Linked DNA regions of Pan troglodytes: regions 1 and 2 are each linked to region 3. The links are chromatin contacts, called in public Hi-C and HiChIP or PLAC-seq maps. All regions are on one chromosome and are shown on one strand. Each heading gives the region's core, a stretch centred on a gene start, on an enhancer-like site or on the middle of the called end of the contact. The rest is flanking DNA. Distances are from core to core; before and after follow the strand shown.

Region 1 (3,866 bases), core at 1,302-3,801, 400 kb before region 3:
TTTTGTCACTTGTGTTTACTGCTATGCCAAGAATAGTTTGACATATGGTAGGCATTAAATATTTGTTGAATTGATAAATATAAGGTCCTAGAAAATATATCACAAAAATATGTTTAAGAACAATATATTAAATGTTTATTTCTGCATATAAACATGAAAATTTAAAGGTACCAAATAGATAATAATTATAATATTATACAAGTACTACTAGTTAAAAATGTACTTAAAACATTTTTATGAGTAGTTAAAAGAGCTGAAGGCCAGCTGCAGTGGCTCATGCCTGTAATCCCAGCACTTTGGGAGGCCGAGGCGGGCGGATCATGAGGTCAGGAGATCGAGACCATCCTGGCTAACATGGTGAAACCCCTTCTCTACTAAAAAAAAAATACAAAAAAATTAGCCGGGCGTGGTGGCGGGCACCTGTAGTCCCAGCTACTTGGGAGGCTGAGGCAGGAGAATGGCTTGAACCCAGGAGGTGGAGCTTGCAGTGAGCGGAGATAAGCCACTGCACTCCAGCCTGGGTGACACAGCGAGACTCCGTCTCAAAAAAAAAAAAAAAAAAAAAAAAAAGAGCTGAAAATGATTTCTGTCTGCAGACTCTGCTCATCAGATTAAGATGGAAGGATGCAGGTGAGCAGGTTGGTTGCATGCCAGTGCTGCAAAGAGAAGCTGGTTTTGCTCGATCTTCCACATTGATAGAATTCATAGGATGCTTTTTTGGAAGCTTTGCTCTGCACAGAATTGTCAATATGCACCTGCCATCAGTCCTTCAAGACATCTTGCCCAAAATATCACCTTTAAAATAAGAAGCCACAACAAAAACTAACATTCACTAAAAAGGATTAATGGAGGGGATGCCTGAATCAGCTGTAGCCAATGTGAAGGTAGAATGGTGTTGTAAATAAGAGAGCAGAAGGCTTTAGAGATGCCCTGAACATCAGCCTTAGCATTATTATTATAATAACAACTGTGGGTCTTTGGAAGAGAAGCTTAACCTCTGTGCCTCAGTTTCCTGTGTTGTACGTCAGGACTAGGACCCACATCACAGGATAAGGACAAAACATGATAGTGCATGCAAAGTATCTGGCATATAGTAAGCGCTGAACAAAGGTTCACTGTGATTATTATACATCCATAAACCATTGAAAGTAAATTATAGACGAGTACTACACTGAGATGTACATTCCTTTGTATAAGGAATGTTCATCAGGCTGTAGCTCTACGTATGTATTTCCAGAGAGAACATTTAAAGAAATATACTTCCTGTGTCTCAAAAGTACAAAATTGAGAACAAATGTGCTACAGCTGTGGAAGTGAACATATGTACACCTCTCCCAAATGAATGGTAGGTTAGAATTTTCATCTGTTTTGCCAAGAAATTCATATAATTCCTATTCTCCAAAGCAAATAGCAAATAAACAAATTTATAGAAATTTAACAGAGAAATCTGGAATCAGAACAAATTTTGGAAAATGAGTGAAGTGCAAATATCAAACAATTTCTAAAATAAATGCAGGACCAAATGAACTGGAAACATATTCCATGAAGGAAACTTAAATCCTCATCCCCCTTGGGGAAAAGTGCTAGTTTCCTGCAAGATTCAATCCCTATTTCTTTAATGGGTGTGAACTATAAGCCAGCCCCACCTGGAATTTAGTTTGATTACAAATAAGTTTGTCAGATTGTTTACCTTGAAATCTTTCTTCTCTCCTAAAGAATTCTAAGAAAGGTACTCGCAGTCACTCAGCTTTTTCATCAGAGAACTTGCTTGTATACAGATGTTGAACCATGTGAGACTACCATTCAATTGCCTTTGACCCACAAAAACAGCAATTTCATATGGTTCACTTATTCTACGTTGGATGGAAGTGGTCTAGGAAGAGTTGAGGGGTTAAGGCAGTGGCTCCATAAAGAGAAGATATTTATTCCTTGTTAATGAATTTCACCTCCTCCAAGTTGTTGTGTCACAAAACAAAACACGTGTTGAGGAAGTAGAATCGCTTCATGTGGAAATAATTAAATTCTCTTAGCATTGATGAAAAGAGACAGTGGGCTGGGCACCGTGGCTCACACCTGTAATCCCAGCACTTTGGGAGGCCGAGGCGGGTGGATCACCTGAGATCAGGAGTTTGAGACCAGCCTGGCCAACATAGTGAAACCCCGTTTCTACCAAAAATACAAAAATTAGCCAGGCACGGTGGTGCATGCCTGTAATCCCAGCTACTTGAGAGGCTGAGGCAGGAGAATCGCTTGAACCCAGGAGGTGGAGGCTGCAGTGAGCTGAGATCGTGCCACTGCACTCCAGCCTGGGTGACAGAGATCCTGTCTCAAAAAAAGAAAAAGAAAAAGAAAAAAAGACAGTGATGCTCACATTGAGAACAGCAGCAGATCCATGACCCAGCTGTATGAGGTGTCAAGGAAGTGTAACTATTAACCAAACAAAGAAAACAATGGCGTCCTGCCCACTGTGCTGGGATGAAAGCCACATATGTGGTGGATGAACAAGTTATTCTGAGAAACAAGACCAGGCAGTTACCTACCATCTAAAGCACTAGACTGTCAGTCCCCCCGCAGCTCCCGGTAATCCACACCCCTTCAAATGAACCTTGTCCTGGCAGGTTTACTAGAGTTGCAAAATGCTTGGATCTGCAGGAATGCAAGGAGCAAGCACCTCACCCCACTAATTTGGCATTTCAAGCTCTTCTTCCTTTCTCTCTTTCTGCTTTGGAATTTTCATTAGAGTATGACATTTGACTCATTCTGAGAGCAAACATTATATTTTCTGGCTTTTCTAATTTGAAAAACAGATGGTCTCCTCACTGGCCCTAGGGAAAAAAGAAAAACTTGTTTTAACAATTTCATCTGGCTTCTACTTCTCATTTTCTAGTTTTCAAACATGTAATTCTATTATTACCTGTTGTATGTGAGGCTGTGGGCAGCCTCTGAAGTAGTAGGCTTCCTGCACAGCACTATGTCTGAGGGCCACACCTCATTTTCTCCCGTCTTCACTGCAGTCCCCATCCCCATTGCCCACAAAAAGCAAAGTAAAAAGTAACTCTAAATTATCATCTATGTTATAAGTATTGCTTCAAAACTTGTGATAAGAAAGCTGTAGGTCAGTCTTAGAGAAAATACAAAAACACAGAAACTGTTTTTCACATTATAGCTCCAACATTCCACAGGGATTTATATTTAGGCAAATATGTGTGTTTGGTTGAGCTTCTGGGCTCAACTTTAATCATTCTGAGAGAGAAAGAATCCAACCAGTTTAAACTAGATTTTCACTCTTTGTAACCCATGTGGCATTCCAAACATTTCTAAGCATTAGGATTACATCATTTTCTCTTTTTTTTCCTTTAATACAAACAGCCATTATATTCTATTTTCACGACCTTTAAGTTCCCAATATCAAATTACCCAGCTGTTGTTTCAATCTCTCTTAGTTGCTAAGAGATGGTGATGGTGGCAGACCAGACCGATTTTCTTCAACATAGAATTGTAAGCTGACATAAGAGGGAACTAAATTCAGCCAGAGCACAATGAGCCCAACAGTTGGCAGCCAGGCTGTGTGTCTTTTCACAGCTGCAGGAGACAGTTGGTGCAGAGAACCTCGTTGCCTTCTCCCTGCCAACATCACTGCCATGTTTTCATGCATTCTCCACAATGCCTCTCAGCAAAGAGGGGCATTGCCATTTGCATTACAGGGATCAGTCTGCTGTAATATTGCCTCTCCTAGAATTAAGTTCCGTGGCTAAAGACCATGATCTTTTCTGGGTCAAGCCATTCTTTAGTAATAATAGAGAAAACACTTCTATTGAATGCAGTGGACAGCATTTATACTTGCCCTCCTCCTACCCCACCTTATG
Region 2 (3,920 bases), core at 643-3,142, 500 kb after region 3:
ACACCTTCCATCCTTATCCAGTTCAAGTAATCACAGAGCATGCAAAAGGATTCAAACCACTGAAAACTGGAAAATGTACTCCAAAAGGTTCTAGAACCAAAAACTAAGAGCTTCTAAATTTTAAAAACAACCAGATGGATTGTAAACATTTAGGAAAGAAAGGAAAAATGTGCAGGAGAGCGCATGAATTCATTAAGAACAGATTATTAATTTTTTTAACAATATGGTATCTATCAAATAGTAATGGATTAGGGATCTACCACAAATACAATATTTGGTAAATCTTAACTTTTCCAAAACATCTGACAAATTCTTCCACAATTCCCTTCTGATAAAAATGGGAAAAAATGAGCTAATAGGCGGGGCGCGATGGCTCACACCTGTAATCCCAGCACTTTGGGAGGGCTAGGCGGGCGGATCACGAGATCAGGAGATGGAGACCATCCTGGTTAACACGGTGAAACCCCGTCTCTACTAAAAATACAAAAAAAAAATTAGCCGGGCGTGGTGGTGGGCGCCTGTAGTCCCAGCTACTTGGGAGGCTGAGGCAGGAGAATGGCGTGAACCCCGGGAGGCGGAGCTTACAGTGAGCCGAGATTGCGCCACTGCACTCCAGCCTGGGCGACTGAGCGAGATTCCGTCTCAAAACAAACAAACAAAAAAAAAAAGTTACTAGATGTTTTAAAAATAACAGCAACCAATTATTGAACACTAGTAAACACTAAGCTAAGTGGTTAGCTTGTGCAATTTGAATAACCATCTTATGAAAGAAGTTATCTCCATTTTACAGTTAAGTGAACTGAAGATTTGCTGTACAATCTGACCACTTTTTCCTGAGTTAAGGGGTAGGAGACCCGGCTAGTACCTACTTCTGTCTAACTCCAAAATCTAAGCGTCTACCCGCTACCAACTCCTGAAACTAAGGAATCACATGTTAGGAACTTCACAAATAAATTTTTAAAACACAAAACTATAATTTTAATAGTGTGCACTTGTCTGTTGGCATAAGTTCTTAATCAGGAATAGAATTAATACCCTATAATACCTGCTGTAGTAGATTTTCCGACTCCACCCTTTCCAGAAGCCACAACTATAACTTGTTTAACACCTTCTATCGGTTTCTGCTTTGGAAGTCCTCGGGACATGATTTGTGTTCTTCTTTGTTTTAGGGTCTCACTCCCGGCGCCAGACAACTTTAAAAAATAATAATAATAAAAAGCCGTTTTAAATAAGCCATCTCCATCATCACACTGTAAAAGTAAAAACAATCTGGGGCTTGCAATTAAGAGGGCTTTCTTTTCTAATTCTGCTCATCTTCACTATGGAGACATTTACCTACTACTACTGATAACAATTGTAAAGACACATTGCTTAAATTGAAATTTTTCTAGCAGGATACGCTGAACGTTTAAAAATGTAAAAACGCTGCCTCTTTACGGAGATAAGGCTTCCACGTGTTTTGCTTTTCTTCAATCTATTTGATAAATAACCCAAAGCCAAGAAAGCAATGTAGAATACCACATCTACGTTCTAACTGTGTTTCAAGTCCCGCCACGCCTCAGCCTGGGTCTGCCTGAAAAGTAGGCACGTCCAGCACACTGGGGGTCTCAGGAACTGAGGCGAGTCTTTGGCAAGAAGCAATGCCAGGGCATCTGCGGCCCTGCAGCCCAGCATCTGTCAGCCCGCTTCCCCGTGCCCTGCAGCACCACGGACCTGGCGCCCACAAACCATCGCTCGGCTTCCCCCAAGCGGGGCAGTGGCCCCGCCACCAGCCCGGAGCGACACCCCACCAAAAATCAGCAGACGCTGCCAAATCCCCATGACGCGGAACGCTGCTGTGAGCCCTGCTGGGAAACTGTCGCGGGTGGCGCGGAGTGATGACGTCACGGAGCAACGCTAGGCTTTCTCTTCCTAGCAACCGGTCTTCTTTGGTTTGTTGGCTCAGGAACCCAATCTGCATGATCTTGTTTATAGCCAGCTACAAACATTTTGCAGCGTTTTACTAAACGTTTGTGAAGTGTTGTCATATACAACATCTCTTATGATACTTACAGAAGTCCCGAGGTAGACAGAAGACTTACCTAGTATACTCTTTTTATGGACAAGAAAACGGAGAAAGTTTAAAGAGACTTGACCCAGCTTAACAAAAGTAGGAAATGGGGGACCTTGAAAATGACTCCAGGATTTCTTACTAAGCAGTATATGGTCATTTAAATACTACCACCGTTAAGGATTTTACCTTTTTATTTTATTTTTTCCTGTGTGATCTACAGTGAGAGTCTGTTTTGCGTTGGTATTCATGGCTTGTGTTGCTGACAGTTCCCTGAAAGAAAGGTCAGGTTGCTTTACCAGCAACCTGGTAAAGAACTTTGCAAGTTCTTCCAGACTTAAGACTCATTTATTTAACAAATATTCGTTGAGCAACTACTATGTACCGAGTACTACAGTAGACTTAAAATATTCAGCATTGAGACCGACATAATTCCTCCACTAAAGGGCTTTATAATCCAGTGCAAAAGACAGAATAAGTTAACAAAAAAATTGCGGTATAATATGATAAGTACAGGAGAAAAGCATTGAGGGATACAGGAGAAAGGACAAAGTGATACAAAGAAAGGGCACTCAATTCAATCAGGGGAAGCTTCTAAATTAGGTAATATCTAAGCTGAATCCTGAATCTGAATAATGTGTAGAAGTTAGCTGGGAGAATGGCAAGGAGATTGTTGTAAAGAGGTTAGAAATGGACTGCTAAGGCTAGGCATGGTGGCTCACGCCTGTAATTCCAACACTTTGGGAGGCCAAAGCAAGAGGATTGCTTGAGCCAGGAGTTCAAGGATGCAGTGAGCTATGATTGCACCACTGCACTCCAGCGTGGGCAGCAGAGTGACACCTTGTCAGAAGAAGAAGAAAGAAGGAAGGAGGAAGGAGGAAGAGGAAATTAAAAGGAGAAGAAAGAAGAAGGAAGAAGAAAGAAGAAGAGAGTAGGAGGAAGAAAGATGAAAGAAGAGAGAAAAGCCCCCGCCCGGTCAGCCGCCCCGTCCCGGAGGGAGGTAGGGGGCAGACCCCGCCCGGCCGCCACCCCGTCCGGGAGGTGGAGTCGCCTCTGCCCGGCCACCCCGTCTGGGAAGTGAGGGGCCCCTCTGCCCAGCCGCCACCCTGTCTAGGAGGTGTACCCAACAGCTCATTGAGAACGGGCCATGATGACGATGGCGGTTTTGTCGAATAGAAAAGGGGGAAATGTGGGGAAAGGAAAGAGAGATCAGATTGTTACTGTGTCTGTGTAGAAAGAAGTAGACATAGGAGACTCCATTTTGTTCTGTACTAAGAAAAATTATTCTGCCTTGGGATGCTGTTAATCTATAACCTTACCCCCAACCCCGTGCTCTCTGAAACATGTGCTGTGTCCACTCAGGGTTAAATGGATTAAGGGCGGTGCAAGGTGTGCTTTGTTAAACAGATGCTTGAAGGCAGCATGCTCGTTAAGAGTCATCACCACTCCCTAATCTCAAGTACCCAGGGACACAAACACTGCGGAAGGCCGCAGGGTCCTCTGCCTAGGAAAACCAGAGACCCTTGTTCACAGGTTTATCTGCTGACCTTCCCTCCACTGTTGTCCTGTGACCCTGCCAAATCCCCCTCTGCGAGAAACACCCACGAATGATCAATAAATACTAAAAAATAAAAATAAAAACATAAAAAAGATATCAAAAATAAAAATAAAAAAAGAAAGAAGGGAGAAAAGAAGAGAGAACACAAGAGGAGTAGAAAATACATTTCTTTTCTGGATTGTTAAGAACTGTAAATGATCTGTGCAGCTTAGGACAAAGTGACTAAAAGAGATGAGGATGGAGTGAAGGTTGGTTAGATGGAGGTTGCCTAAATCAAGAAAGGCTGTATATATCTTGTAAAGAAATTTGGAC
Region 3 (4,448 bases), core at 1,917-4,416:
AAACACAAATAAGAAGGGGAGACGGTTTTCAAAACATTTAGGATAAGTATCTTGTGACAGAATTAAGGTAATAATTTTGCAACACATTTTAAAAATTGCTAAGGTCGTTTAAATGGGGAGGGACACTACAAAACTCATAAAGATAACAGAATTCTGCCGCAATTCTTACATCAAAGTGTAACCCACCTCACTCCCCAGTACTCTTAATAATTAATGTACAAAGAATGGCAAAATAAGACATGTTGATCTAGGTTTAAAAACACAGCCTACACAAGACAACCAAATCAATAGTTATTTAATCATCTGTACCGTCTGATTCTGCTTTAAGTCAATTAGATCAATAGTGCTATTTCTTGAAAGTTACAAGCATAGGTATGCGCAGCCTTTCACTCCAGTGCGTTTAGTCATAAATTGCTCCAGTGTCTTTGCAAGTTTTTGGTGACACATACTTACCGCTCTTTGTACTATAGATAAAGGTAATGGAGGTCAATTAGTATACAAAGGATAGATGAAAGCAAAAAATGAGAAAGGAATTTAAAATGAAAGCAAAATCTTACTCAAGAAACTAGTAGGTTACCTAGACGGTTAGTAATACTTATCTACAAACACTGAATAAGAATACCGTTTTATCGTATTACAGTACAAATAAACTAGAATTGACAGCAAAAGGTTTCATTAACGTATTTTTAAACCAAACATTATTCCAAATGTCTAATCGCTGCATCTAGATGAAATATTTGTTAGGAGAACCATTTTAAGTGGAAATATAGAGCAAGCTCCCATGAAGTGAACGAGATCCTTCATGCGGATAAACACCACCTAACATTCTAACTGAATACTGGTTCTGGATTTAAGTGGAATTGACAAACTCGCCCCCCGCCCCCACCTGTAGAAAGCAACATAAGCAAGTACTAGTAAATACAGCGAAGCATTTTGCTGTTTTACACCTGAACATTTAAAAAAAAATTCAGTTTCCTACCTATCACAAAGGAAAAAGTAAATGATCGATAAGAATTTAAACTTAAAACGTAAGCACAAACCCATCTATATGCCTATCTTGCTCGATCTCAAAATATTTGAATTCCCATTTATTAAGCGATGGCCAAATCCGAATTTCTATCACATGGTAGAAGTATAAGCGTCTCCCCTACAACTTTTTCGGGATTTTACTAAACGGCCTAATAACAGTTTGCCCTTACTTCCGTGCACCTTTCAACCTCAGCTACACCCCGAGCCTCCAGCTCTCTTGCATTTCTAATAACGCTGAAGAGGGAGGGTGAGAGGGAGTGAGTATTTCTGTGTGGATAAGTGCGCGCGCGCTCCCGCGCGGCTCCCCACCCCCACCCCGATACTTTTCTTTAGTGGAAAGAGAGGAAGAATCTGGAGGTTATTCTAGCGAAAACTCAGTATCAAAGCCTCAACCCAGTCGCAGTCAGCCCATAGGACTCTGGGCTCTGGATGCGCAGTGCAACTTCTCATATCTTACTCCAAGCTTCAAAGCAGATGGAAAATTGGTGAAGAGAACCCAGGGAGGAGTCGAGGAGATGAGGGAAAGTGAAAGGGCCGATCCCCCCTACACGGCGTTTAAGTTTGCAACCGAGACTGTGTTTCCGCGAATCTGCACCCGCCCCGTGTACCCTTTCCAGGTGGAACTCGTTAACAGCAGCAACCCGGCCAACGGACACCGCCACCTCCCCTCTCGACGGACCACCCGAGACTCGAGCAAGTGAGGCGGCGGGCGAGAGCGGACGCCTGGCGGGGCCGGCGATCCCCGGCCAGCATCAGGCCTCCGCCGACCCTGGCCCCGTCACCTGTGGAGAAAGCACCCCCTCCCCCGGCCTCTCTGCCCTTCACGCCGAACGTATCCCTAACGCTGCAGCTGCTGCCCGCCCGGCCTGCGAAAACCGAGCGCAGCGCCAGGCTCCCCTCGGCGGCCGCGGGGCCCCAGCCCCTTCAACTGGTTACAACCGGCAGCGGCGACCGAGCGGGGCAGCTAGCCGCAGGAGGGTCCCCGTCCGGGAGGGGGCAGGCAGGCTTGGAGGAGCGGGGTCCGCAAGGTCCTACCTAACAACGTCGGTCTCCTCCGTCTCCTCCTCAACGGCAGCGGCCCCGGCGGTGGCGGCGGCAGCGACATTCCTGGGGACCGCTCCCGCCGCCGCCGCCTCCTCCTCCACTCTCTGCTCGCCTCTCTTCCTCGGCGCGCTCACCGAGCGGCGCGTCCCTTCAGCCACCTCCCCCCGCCCTCCCCGACACACACGCCCCGAAACCCTGAGCCCCACGGCTCCCGCAGCCAGCTCACCCACCCTCCCTCCCTCCCCGCCACCAGCGGCGGCCCGTCCCTCCCCCCTTCCCCAGCGCCCGCCGCCGCGCCGGGCTCAGTAATGGCGGCCACTCGGGCTCCCTCGCGCTGACGGATTTCTCTCCCTCTCTCCCGAACTTTACCTCAGCATCTCTCCCGGCGCGCGCAGCCACACACCCGACCGGGGGCGGAGCGGCGGCGCAGCCTGGACGGGACGCGCGCGCGCGCGCGCACCCGCGCTGCCCTCCGCACAATCCCCCCGCCCCCGCCCCCTCACCTCGCGACGCCTCCCGCGCCGCGCACCCGGCACGGCCCCGCCCCTGCCCTCGTCTCCCGGGAGCCTGGGAAGGCGCGAGCGATCCAGTCGGAGGGAGGGGGACGAGCGCGCGGGGCCGCGTCCTCGCTCGCGTCCCCGCTCCCTCCTCCCCTCTGCTTCTCCCTCCCCTCCACTCCCCCATTGGCTTCTACCCCTCCCCCTTCTTCCTCCGCCTCTCCCACCATTGGTTCCCTCCCCTACTCCATTCCTTCTCACCTTTTCCCTTTTACCCATTGGCGTGAGTATTTTTCCTCAGCTTCCCTCTTTCCCCGTATTCTGCTCCTCCTCAGTCCCATCCTCCACGCTTTGGAAGCTACTGCCTTGCTGCCCGGAGCGCCGTCGTCTCCGAACCTCCCCTGCTTTCTCCCTTTCCTTCTGTTCCGGTTTCTGGTCGTAACTCAAGAGCAAACCACCGTACTGCAAAGGAACCAGATATTGTGCTCGCGGTTCCAAACCGGGCATGGGCACCGAATGCTTCTCGATAAATCCCCTTATGGTCTCTGAGCATTAAAGAAAGCAAGGGAGGAAAACATGCGCCCAAGCTCGTTCGCAGGAACATGTTCGCGTGTCTGCGCCTGTGTGCGCAGCCAGTTTTCTGGCTGAGGATCGCTCGCCAACTACAGACATCACCCGCCCAGGACCCGGTGCCACACTCACCCAGAAGACGAAACTCCACAGGAGCGAGAAGAGGAGTCCATTTCTCCGTCGGCTCGGCACGGCACGGGGATGCAGGCCCCTGATTCAGTACGTTCTGTGAAAGTGGAGCGAGAAGCCCCGTGGGGCGGGTCTCAGGGTGGCCCAAAAGACCCCTGTTCACGCCACTACCAGCCTAACTTTAGGAACTGTCGTCCACCTGGCTTTTATTATACTGCCTTAAACATATTCACTTTTTTGAGACTCTAGAAATTTCACAAGTTTTGGGGTACAGCACACTGGGCTTTGGGTGTGTTTCTCATGAGGGCACTGACGCTGAATGGTGCAGTGAGAAAGGACGGTAGAAACCACTGCCTTTGCTTTTACCATTGAAGAAACTGAGGTCCTGTGACTTTCCCGAGGTCATCGGAATCTGCCTTGCACAGGAGACTTAAAATAGTTGCCAGCAGATAAAAGAATGAGCAAAACCATATCTACTCCAATTTGTTAAGTCTGAAAGAAAGTAATTGAGGGGGGATTCCTCTTTTGGGAAATATTTATTTCCTGCATTGAAAATAGTTTAATGTTAGTAAACATATAAAAAGTATTTTAAATTCAAGTTATTCTTTATTTCTTATGTTACGTAAGGTACTGAAGTTAGCCAAGGTTGCTTTTGTGTTATAACGATGCAGCTGCTGCCAACCAGAAGTACATTTACGGTCTGTCAGTAAAGAAAACAAAAACTGCCTGTTGGTAAAAATCTGTTAGAAAATATTTGTCAGTAAATCTGTCACAATATTCCAGCAGAAGTTCTGTTCGTTTTTCCGTCTTCCTGCCCTTCATATTTCTCAAAGGTAGACTTAATAAAGGTAGAAGAGACATTTCTAATTTTTCTATATATCTCTTGCTCCCTAATTTCTAAAAGGCATAACTAAAATGCTTTATTCGAGCCACTCCCTTGCATCTGAACCCTACCTACCAAGTAGGTTAAGAGTAGGTTAGGTAAGGTCTGTAGCTACTTCTTTCTTTCAGTTACAAATTGTAGGTGGGAAAGAAGGATGCGGAAGGAAACTTGCAATGAAAGCAAACAGAAAGAAAAAGAAGTAAAAAAGGAGAGAAGGGAATTTGGTGGGTGGTCCAACCATCAAAATGTGGTACTAATGCCATAGGTATCTACACCACTTATGTAAGTTGGAATGT

What was found. A called contact is a pair of places that touch in the nucleus more often than the background predicts. HiChIP or PLAC-seq counts read pairs in DNA pulled down with a chosen protein or histone mark.
Region 1: a contact with region 3 is called in a Hi-C map of stem cell-derived neural progenitor cells, with 2.7 times the contacts expected there. The contact joins the enhancer-like site here to the promoter of ARHGAP5 in region 3. A contact is called at or near these places in 2 of 7 Hi-C or Micro-C datasets (induced pluripotent stem cells and stem cell-derived neural progenitor cells) and 1 of 1 datasets of contacts at active chromatin or transcription factors (stem cell-derived excitatory neurons).
Region 2: a contact with region 3 is called in an H3K4me3 HiChIP or PLAC-seq map of stem cell-derived excitatory neurons, with 9 times the contacts expected there. The contact joins the promoter of NUBPL here to the promoter of ARHGAP5 in region 3. A contact is called at or near these places in 1 of 7 Hi-C or Micro-C datasets (blood) and 1 of 1 datasets of contacts at active chromatin or transcription factors (stem cell-derived excitatory neurons).

Annotation. Positions count from the first base shown.
Region 1 is chr15:30,713,921-30,717,786 of NHGRI_mPanTro3-v2.0_pri, reverse strand. The region is part of intron 3 of AKAP6 (A-kinase anchoring protein 6); the gene reads right to left. Among named protein-coding and RNA genes, the nearest start is that of AKAP6, 260 kb to the right of the region's middle. Within about 2 kb of position 2,551, at least 8 of the 24 cell types and tissues checked have an H3K27ac peak or open chromatin away from gene starts, as enhancers often do. A contact at or near this core is called in stem cell-derived neural progenitor cells, where this site is marked.
Region 2 is chr15:29,812,808-29,816,727 of NHGRI_mPanTro3-v2.0_pri, reverse strand. It overlaps NUBPL (NUBP iron-sulfur cluster assembly factor, mitochondrial), which reads right to left and starts at 1,892. Exons shown (of 11, transcript XM_522815.7): 1 at 1,714-1,892; 2 at 1,046-1,193. The coding sequence starts at 1,821. It overlaps LOC107968139 (a long non-coding RNA gene), which reads left to right and starts at 2,062. Exons shown (of 3, transcript XR_001709083.3): 1 at 2,062-2,149.
Region 3 is chr15:30,317,436-30,321,883 of NHGRI_mPanTro3-v2.0_pri, reverse strand. ARHGAP5 (Rho GTPase activating protein 5) reads right to left here and starts at 3,166. Exons shown (of 7, transcript XM_016925972.4): 1 at 2,832-3,166.